Regions from separate parts of the Triticum aestivum genome. Here region 1 is linked to region 2. A link is a contact called in public Hi-C data. All regions are on one chromosome and are shown on one strand. Each heading gives the region's core, a stretch centred on a gene start, on an enhancer-like site or on the middle of the called end of the contact. The rest is flanking DNA. Distances are from core to core; before and after follow the strand shown.

Evidence for each region. A called contact is a pair of places that touch in the nucleus more often than the background predicts.
Region 1: a contact with region 2 is called in a Hi-C map of leaf, with 3 times the contacts expected there. The contact joins the promoter of LOC123113832 here to the promoter of LOC123113831 in region 2. A contact is called at or near these places in 2 of 5 Hi-C or Micro-C datasets (both in leaf).

What each region holds. Positions count from the first base shown.
Region 1 is chr5B:639,938,808-639,946,714 of IWGSC CS RefSeq v2.1, reverse strand. LOC123113832 (protochlorophyllide-dependent translocon component 52, chloroplastic) reads right to left here and starts at 5,625. Exons shown (of 7, transcript XM_044535145.1): 1 at 5,016-5,625; 2 at 4,744-4,931; 3 at 4,567-4,665; 4 at 4,310-4,469; 5 at 3,987-4,178; 6 at 3,695-3,882; 7 at 3,165-3,594. The coding sequence starts at 5,525. The coding sequence ends at 3,336. It overlaps LOC123113833 (elongation factor P), which reads left to right. Exons shown (of 11, transcript XM_044535146.1): 6 at 548-614; 7 at 736-803; 8 at 1,326-1,449; 9 at 2,310-2,349; 10 at 2,548-2,615; 11 at 2,741-3,054. The coding sequence ends at 2,747.
Region 2 is chr5B:639,363,812-639,371,720 of IWGSC CS RefSeq v2.1, reverse strand. It overlaps LOC123113831 (squalene synthase 1), which reads left to right and starts at 4,332. Exons shown (of 13, transcript XM_044535143.1): 1 at 4,332-4,873; 2 at 4,992-5,034; 3 at 5,194-5,283; 4 at 5,393-5,468; 5 at 6,195-6,264; 6 at 6,745-6,888; 7 at 6,995-7,099; 8 at 7,333-7,479. The coding sequence starts at 4,691.

The DNA.
Region 1 (7,907 bases), core at 4,376-6,875, 570 kb before region 2:
AGACCCTGCGCAAGCGGGAGCTACATGCACTGGGGCTGCCCCAATCATACATGTCTCAATACTCGAGCAGTGTTAGACGCTCTGAAGGTACCAAACAAAGTTGAGATGATGACCATCTACAATCAACTCAAATAACGATAATGATTATAGAAGCTGGATGCGTTAACCAGCCTTTTAGGAGTATTACAATCAGCACCTCATATTACTATTGATATGTATCATTTATTTGCCAAGATTTGGGCGACATTCGACATTAGTTTTGCTCATAAATGCATCATATATTCATATCAATAATAATTGAAGAAAAAAGAAGGTGGCACCGTATGGAACTAGGTTTTGCCAGAAGGTGGCCAAATTAACCTGCTTTTGACAAACTCCTGGCTAGTGGCTACCCAACTTTCTTCCAGTAATATCTAGTCCAGTGGGAATTTCGTAAGGCACAGTCATGATAAGTTGATAACAGTAGTTTGGTTATTTATATTTCGAAAGCATACAGTCGTGTTCATAATGGAAATCTAATCATTATGTATTTTCTTTACACATTCAGGAGTTTTTGTTGAGGATAAGCCTTTCACATATCTGTATCAGGAAGGAGACAATGTGGCACTTATGGAGTATGCTTATTTCCCTGTTTTCTTGTCATTCCTTCATTAACATGCTGTTGTGTGACGCTGTCTATATTTTATTAATATCCATGTAGTAATGACTTCATCTGGAATCCTTTTTTTTTGTCAGGCCTAACACGTTTGAGCAACTCGAGGTTTCGAAGGAACTGTTTGGCAAAAACGCTGCATATCTGAAAGGTCCAAACAGTATTAGTTGACAACCAGAAGAACACCAATTGCTATCAATACTAGATTATAAGAACGTGATTGTGTTTTACCTTTGAATAGTTAGATGATTTGTTTACTTTTGGTCCTGTAGCTCTCATATATGCAAGTTAGTGCTGCTGTAGACATAATAATTACTTTTAAATGATCACAGTGGACAAAATTATCAATTCCGATTAATATAATGTGTGGGACACTTAAGTTTTACCTTACAAATAATTGTGATCTGTATATATGCCATGTATTAGCGGGCCTAAACATATCCGATACATGTGCATTTTTCGTAATTCGTTGGCAACAATAAAGACGTCAGCACATAAGAGGCTCACTCACTCCTGCACTGATAGTGTACATGACTCACTCGATATTGATATCTTCTGCTCATTGTCAAAATGGTTTTAAATGTATTTGATCTCATCGAAATAAAGACAATGGTTAAATTAAATTTTGATTGAGACCGTTTAACTCAAATTTCCAATATCATTTTTTTTTCAGATGAGATGAAGGTAACTCTACAATTCTTTGATGGCCGAGCGTTGTCTGGCTCAGTGCCTCCTCGTGTGACTTGCACTGTTGTTGAAGCACAGCCTAATGCAAAAGGCCTAACTGCTACACCTCAGTGAGTTCCACAGTGCCTCCTCATTTTGCCTGTAATCCTACCTCTTAGGAGGTTGTAACAAACTCTCTTCCTTTTCAGTATAATGAAACACAAAAGTCTTTTGCGTTTGCTCAAACAAAAAATCATATTACTTCCATCATCAAATTAATTATTATTTCTGCAGCATCTATTTATTATGTATTGATGAGTTTTTGGGTTATTCATTGTTCCAATACCTTTTATGGGTTGAATAGTAAGTCAAGTCCAAGTAGATACACCGGGTACTTCTCATATTTTGCGGCTCGAAATAAGCACCCTTGTCAAATGCTCAGCAATGAAGTTATGGTAATAGAGTAATATGTTCCATATTATTGGTGCATATATTGCTTGGAGTGAGCCTTAGTGTTCTAGTCATAATGTGATATTTTTGTCTGGAGTGAACATACCTGATGGATAATTATATGCCCGGAGAAGAAACTTGAAAGTTAATTGTGTACTCCCTCCGTTCCTAAATATAAATCTTCTTAGAGATTCCAATATGGACTACATACGGAGCAAAATGAGTGAATCTACATTCTAAAATACGTCTATATACATCCATATGTAGTCCGTAATGAATCTCTAAAAAGGCTTATATTTAGAAAATAGAAACGGAGGGAGCAGTTATGAGTTACATGCAGCAGAACTATAACAACAGATTAGCTAGTTTCATAACAAAAATCCCTGCAAAAGCAGTAAACAGTAGTTCACGCACTATGGAATTGTATCCATGCACATGCGCATTGCAGATTCCCCTTTGATCAGCTTCATCATCTCTTATCATCAATTGTTTGAGGCCTGGTGTTATGCGGTAACTAAACTTGTGTTTGTACTAAATGCAGATATAAGAGGGTCTTGCTGGATAATGGCCTTACAGTGCTTGTAAGTTGATGGGTACCATTTCGTAGAGTATATTTACATAGACCTTTGTGGAATGGTGTATGGAAAAGCCATATTTTTTTTATTCATTAATTGTTTTGCAATCTCTTAATTATCAATATTAAAATTAGAAACCAAGAAATTTGATAGTCCTGCAGCTTGAAGTATTTCTCACTTGCATCAACTTTTTGCCAATTGCAGGCCCCGCCTTTTGTTGAAGTGGGTGAGAACATCGTTGTTAGTACTGTGGATGATTCATATATGACTAGGTAAGTTGATGGAAGTCTTAATTACCCAGAAAGCTGTATTGTTCTGAACATGAATGCTGCGGGTCGTCTGTACTTTGATAGCTAATTTCTTTGTAAAAATTCACTGGAACTGTTTTCCATTTCAGGGCCTAAGGGTGGTGTCATATGGTGCTTTGTTCTCCGAAATGGGGTTCGACTTGTACTCACCTTAGATAAGTTTGCTAGGCCATAGACATAATTCTGAATCCGCCTCCTCAAAAAGGGCATCCAGTTTTACCAGGAATTCAGTAACCAACAACACAATTTTTCTTATAGATATGTTTTGGGGAAGCGATGTACACACTGACATTAAGATGTATTGCCCTTTTATAACTTGGTAGTTTTGTGAAGTGAAATAATACCTGGATGTGCTTTTGAAAACACCAATCATATATCAATAAGAAGTTATATTGTTGTTCCTTGTATGGTTTTGCGGCAACAAGTTTCTTGATTTGCCTGGTAATAGCACCTGGTACTTGATACAAAATTCTTAATTTCCTTTTGTCACCCATTTAGCATTTATGTACTGGATTTGAGTGAAAATCGGAAACCGGTTTTGGTTTGAAGAGAAAAAACTAGGTGCTTTTATATACAGCTACTATCGGTATCAAACAAAGCAATGTGCTTCATGTACACTTTCTAAAGCTGCATCAAGTCAGGAGCTACAAAACCCTAGCAACGGAAGGCGCAGGATTATGGCCTTCACTTGTAGGCATGGACGTAATCCTGGAAATAGAAGTTCTTCTCGATGAAGCTCGCGAGCCAGCGGGACGCGGCGAAGCACAGCACGGCCAAGGACACGACGGCGGCTCTCTGCACGACCGACGTCACCAGCGTCCCCTTGGCGACGGCGAGGAACCCGACGACCGCCACCGAAGCGACCTGCAGGGCGACCTCCAGCGCCTTCATGGTCTTCAGCGCGGCGCTGCAGCTCCTGCACTGCGCAACGTGCGACCAGTACCTGTGGACGCCATCGCAAAATTCGTTCAGATGGGGTTCACTGAATCCTCAGGTATTCAGGTTTGGCATGGAGAAGAGTTAGAATGTTGCATTATTTGTACCTCTCCATGAGCTTGTCTTTGGTTGGAGTCTCTGGTAGCTGGCCGATTGTTGGGGCGGCCCAGCCGACCTGACTCTTGCAGTGCTTTCTGAACCAGTTCCTGAAGGCGATCACCATGTTGTCCGATGACGTCGGCACATACACGGCTTTCTGCCAGTTTTCGACGCCCGCCGCGGCGAAGTTGCGCTCCTGAAATGAGGGAAGAACAGCGGGTTTGCTTGCTGACTGAGCTCCATATCCTGGACAAGGCTCTGAAATTCAGAATCACTGAGCTTGAGCTGAAGAATCATCACCTCGATATGGAGGAGGTAGATGTCTGAGTCCAGGATGGCGTTCTGGCCGATGTGGTAGTACCACCGCGGTATGACCTTGTCGAGCCAGACGCCGACGTTCCTCGGGAACGCCCAGATCACCCTGCTTTTCCCTGGAGACACCGGGACGCACATGAACACCAGCATGAACTGAGGCGGCGGCTTCTTCTTCTCCTGCACAAACCAAAAGAACGAACTGTCAACTTCTGAACAACCCCTGTTTGTTCTCCTCTGAGGTGCTGCAAGTTTTGCTTGCACCGGCAACAATGATGGAAAATGTGTCTGCCCAATCAATCGATTCATACCTCTCCCTTTTCCTCTTTGGGGAGGGGCGAGCCGTAGAAGGTGCATGGCGCGACATACCGGAAGTAGCCGCTATTGTCCTGCTCCGACAGGAAGCCGGCGATATTCGCCTCCTCTATCTTCATCTTCACTGGCCCGCCGCCTTCGACGTCGAACTCAACTGTGAAGAGAAGAACAACAACTGAATCAACACACCCATTCAGTGACAGTGTGAACTGATGAACTCGGCCGTGTCGGTCATGTCAGGGCAGGGGCTTATCTTCCGGGGTCTTCCTTCTTGCGAAGCTTGCCCATCAGCCCCTTGTGCGCGTAGGGGACGTGTGCAGGGTCCATGAGGTTCTCCACCAACACATCGTACCTACAAGGGTATCAAGTGAGCTGTGAGATTCTGCAATGGAGGGAGGCTGCCGCATGTATCGAGGTTGAGGATGTGTACCCGTAGGGGAGGTCCCTGACGCCGTAGACGGTGACGAAGGAGGGGTCGTCGATCTCCGGGATGAATGGCGGGCGCTTCCTCTGCAGAATGTCCTGGTGCTCCTCGTCGGCCCTCGGGTAGAACCACAGGATGTTGTTCTGCACCACGCTCGGGTACGACGCCACGCACGCCTTGCTGTTCTTGTGCACCTGCACCGCGCAATCCATTTCCATTTTGGTTTTCTGATCGATCGAGGGAGAAAGAAAGAAAGAGAGGGGATTAATGGTGATTACAGGGGGGCCGAGGGCGGGGGCCTGGGGGATGAACTGGCAGGAGCCGCGGCCGTCGAAGCACCAGCCGTGGTAGACGCACTGGAGGCGGCCCTTGTCGTCGATGCGGCCCTCGGAGAGCGGCGCCAGGCGGTGCGGGCAGGCGTCGTCGAACACGCGCCACTCGTCGACGGCGCGGTCGTACCAGGCCACCACGCGGAGGCCCAGCACCGTCTTGCCGTGCGGCGCGCCGGGGTCCAGGTCGCACACCGGGGCCAGCGGGTACCACTGGTCCAGCCACTCGAACTGCCCCTCCTCCTTCTCCTTCTCCTTCTCCTCGCCACCGAACGGCGACGGCGCCGAGGGCGCCTCCGCCGCCACGGCCGACACCGGCGACGACAGCCGCGCGCGCTGCCGCCACCGTCGCGGGGCCGGTGCCGCCGCTCTGGCGCTGCTGATGGCCGGGGCGGCGGCGCGGAGCGGGAGCGGGAGCGAAGGGCGCGCGCGGGGGACGAGGAGGGAGAGGGGATCCATGGCGCGTCGATTGATCCCGCGGCGGCCAACGGCAGTGGAAGAACCTGTGGCTGTGTGGAGTGCGCGCGGGAGCGCGGCTGCGGCTGCGGCTGCGGTTCGCCGGTACGACTTATCGCCACGTCTCTACCTGGCAGGTGCAGAACGCGTGGAGTGCGTTCCGAGGCAAATGGAACAGTGAAACCAAACAACCAATCCAAAATTATACTACTATACTAGTTTTACCTGGGCATACCTCGGACCGGGCCGGACTAAAAAAAAGCCCGGTGTTGAAAACCCAGGCTCGAGCCCGGCCCGGCCTGGCCGTCGGGCCTACTAAATCAGGCCCGAGCCCGTAAAAGCCCGGCACGGCCTGGCTATGGCTAAAATCATGTTTTGCGCAAGCCCGAGCCCGGCCTGACCTGCCCAGCTGGCTCAATTTTCAGGCCCGATGGCATGCTCGGGCTCAGCTCGGCTCGGGATTTTCGGGCCGGATCGGGTCAGGCCGTCTGGGCCGGGCTGCCCATGGCCACGTATACTACTAGGGCGCATTTGGTAGGCTGCATAGCCCAACCAGGCCCGTGCAGGATGAAAATGGACCGTTTGGTTGCCTGCAGGTCGACCTGACTCGCATCTGCACGGAACTTAAAGCACCCCAGAGCCTGGCTCGCTGGGAACGCTCGAATTTGCCGTTTCCAGCGAGCCAGGCTAAGTGGGGTGAAAAACGAAGACGCGACGTCGGGCGTGGTGCAAGGGGGATGCGGGCGGAGATGGCGGGAGGGGAAAATCAGCCGAGGTGGGGGTGGCGCCAAATATACCCTCACCACCCCATTTACTCACTCACCTCTAGTTGTAGGACAAGCCCTCCTTTGTTGTTGGCACCGGTGGCGGCGACGACTCAGATCTGCGGCTGCGACACTCCCCTGCATCGGCAAGAGGCGGCAGGAGCACTCCCCGGCAGCGACAGCTGCTTCTCCCTTTCTTCTTCGACTCCGTCCAGCCATCCTCCTCTCTGCCATGTCTCCCCCCACCTCGAAGCTGGTAAGCTACCCCCTCCCTCTCTGCTTGGCCACGAGATGCCTCAAAGAATAACATAGTATCATCAGCGAACAACACGTGTGAAAAACTAGGTGCTCTATGCATACCTTGAGAGGAGTGATATCGCCCACTGAGACATTGTGTGTGAGAACTACAAATAAGTCGTCCGCCGCAAACAGAAACAAAAATAGAGAGAGAGAGAGAGGGTCTCCTTGCCGAAGACCATGCGACGGTGGAAAATAATCCAAGAGGGACCCGTTTAATTTGACGAAAAACCTCATTTACGTGACACAAGACATTATCCAGTCCACCAACTAGCGAGAGATACCCAACTTTTGCATCACCTGCTCCAAGAACACCCAATCTACTCTATTATAAGCTTTTGATAGATCAAGCTTGTAAGCACAGAAGCTCTGGGTAGGACCTTTTCCTGTTTAATATAGTGAATGCATTCAAGCTCTACAAGAGTATTGTCCATGATCATCCTCCCCGGAATAAAAGCACTTTGCTATAGAGAGATGAAATCATCCAACAATGGTCATATCCTATTAACAATGCATTTGGAAACCACTTTTATAAATGACATTGCATAAAATTATTGGCCTATAATCACACAATGTAAACGGGGTTAGGGATTTTTGGAATGAGAACTATAGAGGTAGAATTTACCCCTTTCGACATAAGTCTTATTCTGAAGAAAATCCTTAATAGAGCAAATAACACGTCCTTGAGTGTACCCCAATTACGTTGAAAGAATGTCATAAAAACCATCTTGACTAGGAGCCTTGAAATGATCAATCTAGAAAAGGGCATTTGATATTTCTTTATCTGTAAACTATGCACATAGTCTCTCATTAATCGCTGATTTCACTCTAGCCTCCAAACGATCAAGAATTGGTGTCGTGTTCAGGGATGGATCAACAACATAAATGTTATGAAAAATAATCATTTGCAAAGCTAGCCATCCCATCAAAATCAGAATGCACAATATCAATGCTATCTGTAAGCTCCCTTCTTTTATTCTTCCGGGCTTTCCAAATCGCCTTACTCTGAAAATATTTAGTGTTTCTATCGCGCTCCTTAAGCCATGTGATCCTTAATCTTTGCATCCACATCATCTCCTCCTGATAAATCAACTCATTCATTTTGTCCATGATTCTCCTAATATCCTCTCTGTCGGCCTTCATGTTCATAAGCTCCTCGAGCTGGGACCTAGACTTGGGCCCAGTTCTTTTGCCAGAATCTGGGGACTCTCCTAGAATCTGACCCCTACCCAGCTTCTCCCAGAATCTCCGAGCCTCATTTGTTTTACAATCCTATATAGTTAGGACCTAATTAGATAGGATTGTAAAACAAATGGGGTTGAAA
Region 2 (7,909 bases), core at 3,083-5,582:
GTTGCGGAATGGATTGGGCGGCACCGGAATGGAATGAGGCCGAGCGGTGGGGAGAGAGCTAGATTTTACTCGCCGAATGGGCGACTGAGTAAATATAAGGGTTGGGGCCGACAATATAAATTTTAATCCTTTAAGGTCGATAAGGGATCAGCTAGGTGCAATTTAGCTATTTAAAACCGTGTTTTACTCCTCTACTGTTTTTCAAGGGATCGGTTTGAGATGTTCTAAGAGTCACTTGTAGTATTCTACTTGCTTCCAACAAATTTTTGCCTGACATTTCTTATATATTAGACTCATCATGCTTTCATTTTCAGGGGCTAGCTTATCATCTTCGGTCAAGCTGAGAAGTTGACCACTTTGGTTGTGCTTTAATGCAGACAGCGACGAACCAATGAGTTTGCTTACAAGGTACTCCTACCGCTGATAAGCCTATTTTTCAAGTACGTGAAAGATAGTGACAGCTTCAATAGTCATTCTTGTAACTTTAAGAGGGACGTGTGCTGCAGATGTACACGTTCACTATGCTTGTGTCTATAATACAAATAAGTACAAACAAGTCAAAAGTGCTTAACGAATGGAATTCAATCAAAGACTGGACTGAAAACAGCTCGCGTTAAACTGAATTCAGAGGACGAAACACCCCAAAATGTGGAAAAAGAATATTGTCCTAGCAAATCAAATTAAGGCGAACCAATCACAGCACATCGATCACCCGGCCACACATCCCAGCCGTTGTACGGTACTTGGAGGTGGTACAATCGGCGTGGTGTCCAACCAATTTGAACTGTGGCAGATGGGGTGCTTTATTGTCGGCATTAACTTTGTTGCAAAGTCTAATGAACTGATAGCAGATGAGGAGGACGACAAGGACATGTGTTCAACCTCCGCTGCCACACCTCTCCACGTATGGGCATCTTCAACGTATTTGATGCATCGGGGCAATTGGTGCTACCGGTGCACCAGACCCTGTTGCACACTAAAAAATGTTTGAAAAAATCTGGAAAAAATTAGTGCATTGACACAACCTCAATGTATGTTGTAAAAAAATCAAATTAAAATTCGAAACATTGCACGAGATATAAAAATAACAAATTTGACATTAATGTGCTAATGGGCCAAAACTGAAGCCCAACTTGTGTTATGTACTATTCAGTGTCAAATTTGTCATTTTTGTATCTCGAGCAGTGTTTCAAATTTTGTGACAATATACATTGATGTTGTGTCATCGCACTAATTTTTTTCAGATTTTTTTGAACATTTTTTAATGTGCAAGGAGGACTGGTGCACCGGTAGCACCAATTGCTCTGGTGCACCAGATACATCCCCATTCAACCCCAACCCCTAAAACGGATACAATATTTATTCATGAACTTTTCTAGACCAGTCTCACCATCCAACCATGTCCCATGAATGTCTGATAATATTTTTAAGCCTGCAACATTTATAAGATTCATCCATACAATATTTTGATGCTTTTTCATACAAAAATCACTTCGTCTGTTTCAAAATATAAGGTGTATTAGTTTGTTAAGGTCAAACATTTTAAGTTTGACCAAATTTATAGAGAAATATATCAATATCCATAATATCAAACCAGTATCATTAGATTTATCATGAAATAAATTTCCATATTTTACGTATTTGGTATTGTGGATGTCGATATTTTTGGCTTTGAAATTGATCAAAGTTAAAGAAATTTGACTTTACAAAAAATAATACGCCTTATATTTTGGAACCAATGGAGTATTTGGTTTGGCAAGTTGGGGAGATGATGGAGTGTTTTTTTTATTTTTATTCATAATGCAGTGTTTTGGTGGGCCTTTTCGCGGTGTGAATCTGAGTTATTTGTTAATCAACCCATAATTATGTGGGAAAATTTTCTAGGTCGGTGGCCACATGTATTACGTTGATGCTACAGTATACATGTTGGTGCTTCTTTTTCTAGTGGTGAGAGGATGCACGGAATTGATATGTTTTTATATGTCGATTGCTGCCGATTGATTTGAAAAATCGTTGACCCGATCAAAATTGTGAACCAAAATTAAAATTAATCCAATGGGAGAGCTCCAAAACTAGGGAGCATAATGAATTAAAAGAATTAAATGAGAGAGCTCCTTGAGAAATTGTTAACCCGGTCAAAATCGGGTGACCCAATTTTATTGATGGTGAGGCCTTAAAAATTAGAGAGCATAGTGCATTTATAGATAACATGTAAATATTTCTAGTACAACAATAAAATTCTGAGATAACCGGATGGTCAACGAGTTGGTCATCGATTCCAAATTCATCGGTACTAGAGTTAGAATCGGCATATGGCGTCCCACACATGGTGCCCCTTGAGCTTCATTCAAAATGAATGACACTCCCTCGGTCATGTTGTACATCACGACCGTCCATGCAAACTACTCCCTCCATTCCTAAATATAAGTATTTTTTGAGATTCCACTATAAACTACATGCGGATGTATATAGACATATTTTAGAGTGTAGATTCACTCATTTTCCTTCGTATGTAGTCCATAGTGGAATCTCTAAAAAGACATATATTTAGGAACGGAGGGAGTATATAACATTATAGTAATATTGCGATCTCGATGGTTGACGAGCCCAATGTTCATATTATCTCCACTCGGTGAATCGCGCTGCAAAACTTCATGACGGAGTTGTAGATGATATATCATCAATGTGATATCGAGTTCACATTGCGTTCATGGATGACATGCACATCGTAGGGCGCAAAATTATTTTGCTCATGAAACGAAGCATGCACATGCTGCCAAAAGGTCAAGCTCCTTTGACTCATGCCTACAAAGTACAAAGTTACGGTTGTTTATATTTTTGAGCATGAAATTCATTGATACAAAAGTCACCTTTTGGATGTGATGGGACTCCGGTGAGACCATATTCTTTCCTTGAAAAAACCAGTGAAAAAAGTAAGTAAAAATTGTTTCAAGACACTTTTGGTTATGAAACTTTTTTTTTTGAAAGGTGGTTATGAAACATTTTAATCCATGAGCTTGTGAGGAATGCAAGTTTGTCATCGGTACAGGTTTGGCCCTGTCCGAATCACACGTTCTCTCCGTAAAACTTGTGAAGGGACAAGAATTTAGAAAGGTCGGGTCGTTTGGGTGTTCCTCTTGGGTCGGTGGCGCAAACATGACGGTGTAAACAAGCAGGCGATAATCCTAACAACGACTAAAAAGGAAAAATATCCTGCCCTAAAAAAGATTATCTTATAGCAAGCTAATTAAGGCAAACCGAGTTATTTTATAGGAGGTCAAACGCGCAAACATAGCGATCCCCTTGAAGATCATCCCAGCGAAGCTAATCTATCTTCTTCTTTTTTTTTAGTACTCCCAGCAAGCTAATCTTCGCCAAGGAAAAAAAAATCAAGGCATATCGACCGTTCATCCATCTGTCGCCTGGTCGGATAGGTCGCTTCTTCCAGCAGTCCAACTGTCCAAGCAACGAACTGGTTGTAGGTTGGCAGGTACTCCCTCCGTTTGAAAATACTTGTCATTTTAGTGACAAGTATTTTCGGACGGAGGAAGTATGAGATACCATGTGGCGTACGGGCTGTGCCTCGCCGAGTCGCTATGGGATGCAGGTAGACGGTAGGCCGGTCAGCCATAGTGAATGCGTGGAGAGGTTTATTTGGTGGGTTCGGTCTGTTGGAGCTCGACTTGGCAGACATCCGGGCTTTTTGCAAGCCATTTTTAGTTATGAAACATTTTAATCCACGAGATTGTAAGCAATGCAAGCTCGTTATGTTCTTCCTTTTTGCGAGATAAGTTTGTTTCACCCGTAAAAAAAATGATAAGTTTGTTCTGGTTCAATCACTTTGGCCCTGTCCGAATCACACGTTTTCTCCGCAGAACCTCTGAACCCACAGGAATTCACACAGACGAGGCCGTTTGGGTGTTTCTCTTGGGTCGGTCCAACGCCGCAACGCGCAAACAGCACGCCGTACTCATCAGGCGGAAGATTATCCTAGCACCGACTACTAAAAAAGGATTATCATCCTGCCCCAAAAAGAAGATTATCCTGGCAAGGACACGCTATCTTTTCAGTTTTGTCATGTCGGTTCTTACGTGACTTGTACTTTGTTCTTTATGATATGAATGAGATACGTATTACCATGGAAAAAAAATCGGTCGCTGGTCGGCCGCGCTGACCGGATGCGATCAACGGGCTCGACAAATCTCCTCTCCGGTGCGGTGCGACGCCGTCCTCCCCCGGGTCGCTCCAAGTGGATTGCATCCCGAGTCCCGGGTCCATCCAGCCAGTAGGACCAGGCGTAGTAGTATAACTCCAGTGGGTCCCATCACGACGTGGGGGCTGCGGGCGCCTCCACCCGGCCAGATCCGCCGCCAGCCGCCGGCTCACTGACGCCGCGGGCCCGCCCTCCCCTGCTCCCCTCTGCGCCACGCCACCCGTGTGCGGGCAAGTCACCTCGCCTCACCACCGCGGAGGAGCTGGGGGTTAGCGGGCCGCGGGATAAATAGAGGACCGGGCACCCCGGCCGGCGGCGACAACCGCACCGCACCGCGCCCACACACGCCACGCAGCGCCTCGGTACCATCGCGTTCCTGCTCGTAGCTTCGTGTCCCGTCCCACCCCCGGCGGCCCGCAGGATCCGTCCGGCTGCGGTGATTTGATTTGATTTGTGATTTCGGTTCGTGCGGCGGCGATGGGGATGCTGTCGCGGCCGGAGGAGGTGCCGGCGCTGCTCAGGCTCAAGCTGGCGGCGGGGCGGATCAGGCGCCAGATCCCGCCGCAGGAGCACTGGGCCTTCGCCTACGACATGCTGCAGCGGGTCTCCCGCAGCTTCGCGCTCGTCATCCAGCAGCTAGGCCCCGAGCTCCGCAATGCCGTAAGCACGCAATTCCCGCTTCCCCTTCCCCTTCCCCTCCGGATCCCCTCCGATCCGAATCTCTGAAATCTCTGAAACATCTACGGCCGCTGATGTTGCTCTGGTTCTCACCCTGCAGGTCTGCGTCTTCTACCTCGTGCTCCGGGCCCTGGACACCGTCGGTCAGCACCCTTATTACCCCTGCTACTGCGCACTCTGTTTGTTTGAATTCATTTTGCCGCGTTTGATGGAATCTTCTGGGTCAAGTTCATCGCTGCCTTCCTTTTTAGTACTTGTACCAACCACTGTTTGCTCACTGCGATCAATATGTATAACTGCAGAGGACGACACCGCCATCCCTAACGAGGTCAAGCTGCCCATCCTTCGGGACTTCTACCGCCACATCTACAACCCGGACTGGCTCTTTTCATGTATGCATCCGATCTCTCCCCCTCTCCTTAACAAAAAGCTGTCCTTGTGCTCAACTCAACTGTGCTCTTCTTCTTGTTCATCTAATCATGTGTGTACTTTGGCCTTCAGGTGGAGCAAACGACTACAGAGTGCTCATGGATAATTTTAGGCAAGTCTCCACGGCTTTCCTGGAGCTAGGCGAAGGGTAATGATTCCTGTTCCTCAGCTTCCTAGTTCCCAGTGTGCGGTTGAAAACTTGCGCCTTCGTTGTTGTTTTGTCAAAGTCCTCGGGGGACACATCGATCATTTAGTCAGCACTGACGACACTTTATGAAAGTAAACGCAAGACTTCTTTAAATATGGACCTTTTATTGACGATCATTAGTGAAATTGTCATGTCAGTCAGGTTTGTAAGGGTGAAGTGAAAAAAGAGGAAGTAAAATGCTTATAGTTACACTTACAGTAGAACCAGACAAAGAACTGAACAGTCGGATGTACTTGTATGCCCTGAAGGTTTTCTTTATTGTTCTCAGAATCATAAGCACTAGAGCTTATGCCAACTTTTTGCTTGTTTTGTGTCGAGTATTTCTTCCAGGTGGTATAAATGGCACACCCTCTCATGTTTTATTATCTGCATGCCATTTGTGCAGTGGCACTTTAATTTGTGAAGCCATGTATTTTGAGAAAACATTTTACTACACTAGACACGTTTTGCCATCTAGCAGATGTTTATATGCAAGAAAGCAAATGTTACATATTTACTGTCCGTTTTCAGAACCAGGCTATTAAAGTCATCGTAGTAGTATTTCACATGTTGCAAATGAAGCTTTCTTTTCCGCGTTTGCTTTTTCATCAGACACAGTTTGTCCATTAAGTGCAAGTAAGTTCTTTTGAAACCTGCAGAATATAATTATCATTCTTTTGTTTTCAGATACCAAAAGGCTATTGAAGAAATCACTAGGCGAATGGGAGAAGGAATGGCTAAATTTATATGCACGGAGGTCTGTTAATCTAGATCACCCAATATATACAAGTTTTTTTTTTCTTGCAGTCAAGTTCATCAGTGCTTTCCTTTACGTAATGTTTGGTCACTATCAAATTTCTATTATTGGTTGTCATAGCAATCTGTTAATGTTTGGTTACTCTACATAAGGAAGATGATTGGGAGCATTGTGGCATAGATAAATGTAGCTGTCACATTAATAATGACAAACACTTTGCCATGACTTTCTGATGTACCACAAGAACTTTGATACAACCAAACTTTCCCTTGGTGACTTGTGGTCAACAGAAAATATGCCACATGATTATCTCGATCTGGACATTATGACTAAATAGCTATTTGATATCATATTTTCTTTGGGTGTTGAGATCTGTGAATAGAAGTGATACATGTTTAACTTGCTTCTGGTTATTAATTTATTTATTGAGTTTGATACTGTTATTTGTTTGAATTAATTTGGAACAACTTTATTTTGTAGGTTGAAACCATTGATGACTATGATGAGTACTGCCACTATGTAGCAGGGCTAGTAGGCTATGGACTTTCTAGGCTCTTTCATGCTACTGGCACAGAAGATCTGGCTCCGGATCATCTTTCAAATTCAATGGGTTTATTTCTACAGGTAGGTTTAGTGCAATCAAATTTCTGTACTTGAACTATCATGACAAAATAAGAATTTGTTTTTTTACATTTAACTCTGTAACTAATGTTTGGACTTCCACCTGCAGAAAACCAATATAATAAGGGATTATTTGGAGGACATAAATGAGATACCAAGGTGCCGTATGTTCTGGCCTCGGGAAATATGGAGTAAATATGTCGATAAACTTGAGGTACATCAACCCATCAACAAGGGAATTGCATATGAATCATATTGTAAAATTAATGCAAAAATAATTAAAATATTTGATTGAACAGTCAATAATGAAATCTAAATGTCCAATCCAATCCTTTCACCTTTGCTGAAAAGTCTACTCATCCCTTTATCACAACTTTTTTTGTTGAAGTAGCACCTGCAATTTTCTGCTCCACAATAATGCTTTTTTTGTTCTGGGATACAAATCAGGATTTAAAATATGAGGAAAATTCAGAAAAGGCCGTGCAGTGCTTGAATGATATGGTGACCAATGCTTTGATCCATGCCCAAGATTGCCTTCAATACATGTCAGCATTGAAGGACAACTCCAATTTTCGATTTTGTGCAATACCTCAGGTACACTGGTGCTAGTTTTTCCTGTTACAGTGTTCAGTTAAAATGTCCTGTTAAGAGTTTCACTGTCTATCAGGACTAAATAATGTCTTTGCAAAACACTGCCTAACAATCTAGTGGTATATAACTGAAACTTGCTCATAGCTCAGAATAGATTTATGGTACTAGCCATGATTTATGATAATTGAGTCTTCATTATTTTGGTTCCTGGATGTAATTGGTGTTGGTAGGTGCCAAGGATTAAAGATAGGCATACCATGTTTGAAATTGACGTATTACATTCTGTGGCAATCAGATGATAAGTTTTATCCATGGGCACAAGGTTGTAACTTAAGGATTGATCTATACCAGCACACAATTTTCCTTCAGACCTGTTCTGCTTCCTTTTTTGTATACATACTCAAACATTTGTACCCTTGCTAGTGGAAGTAGT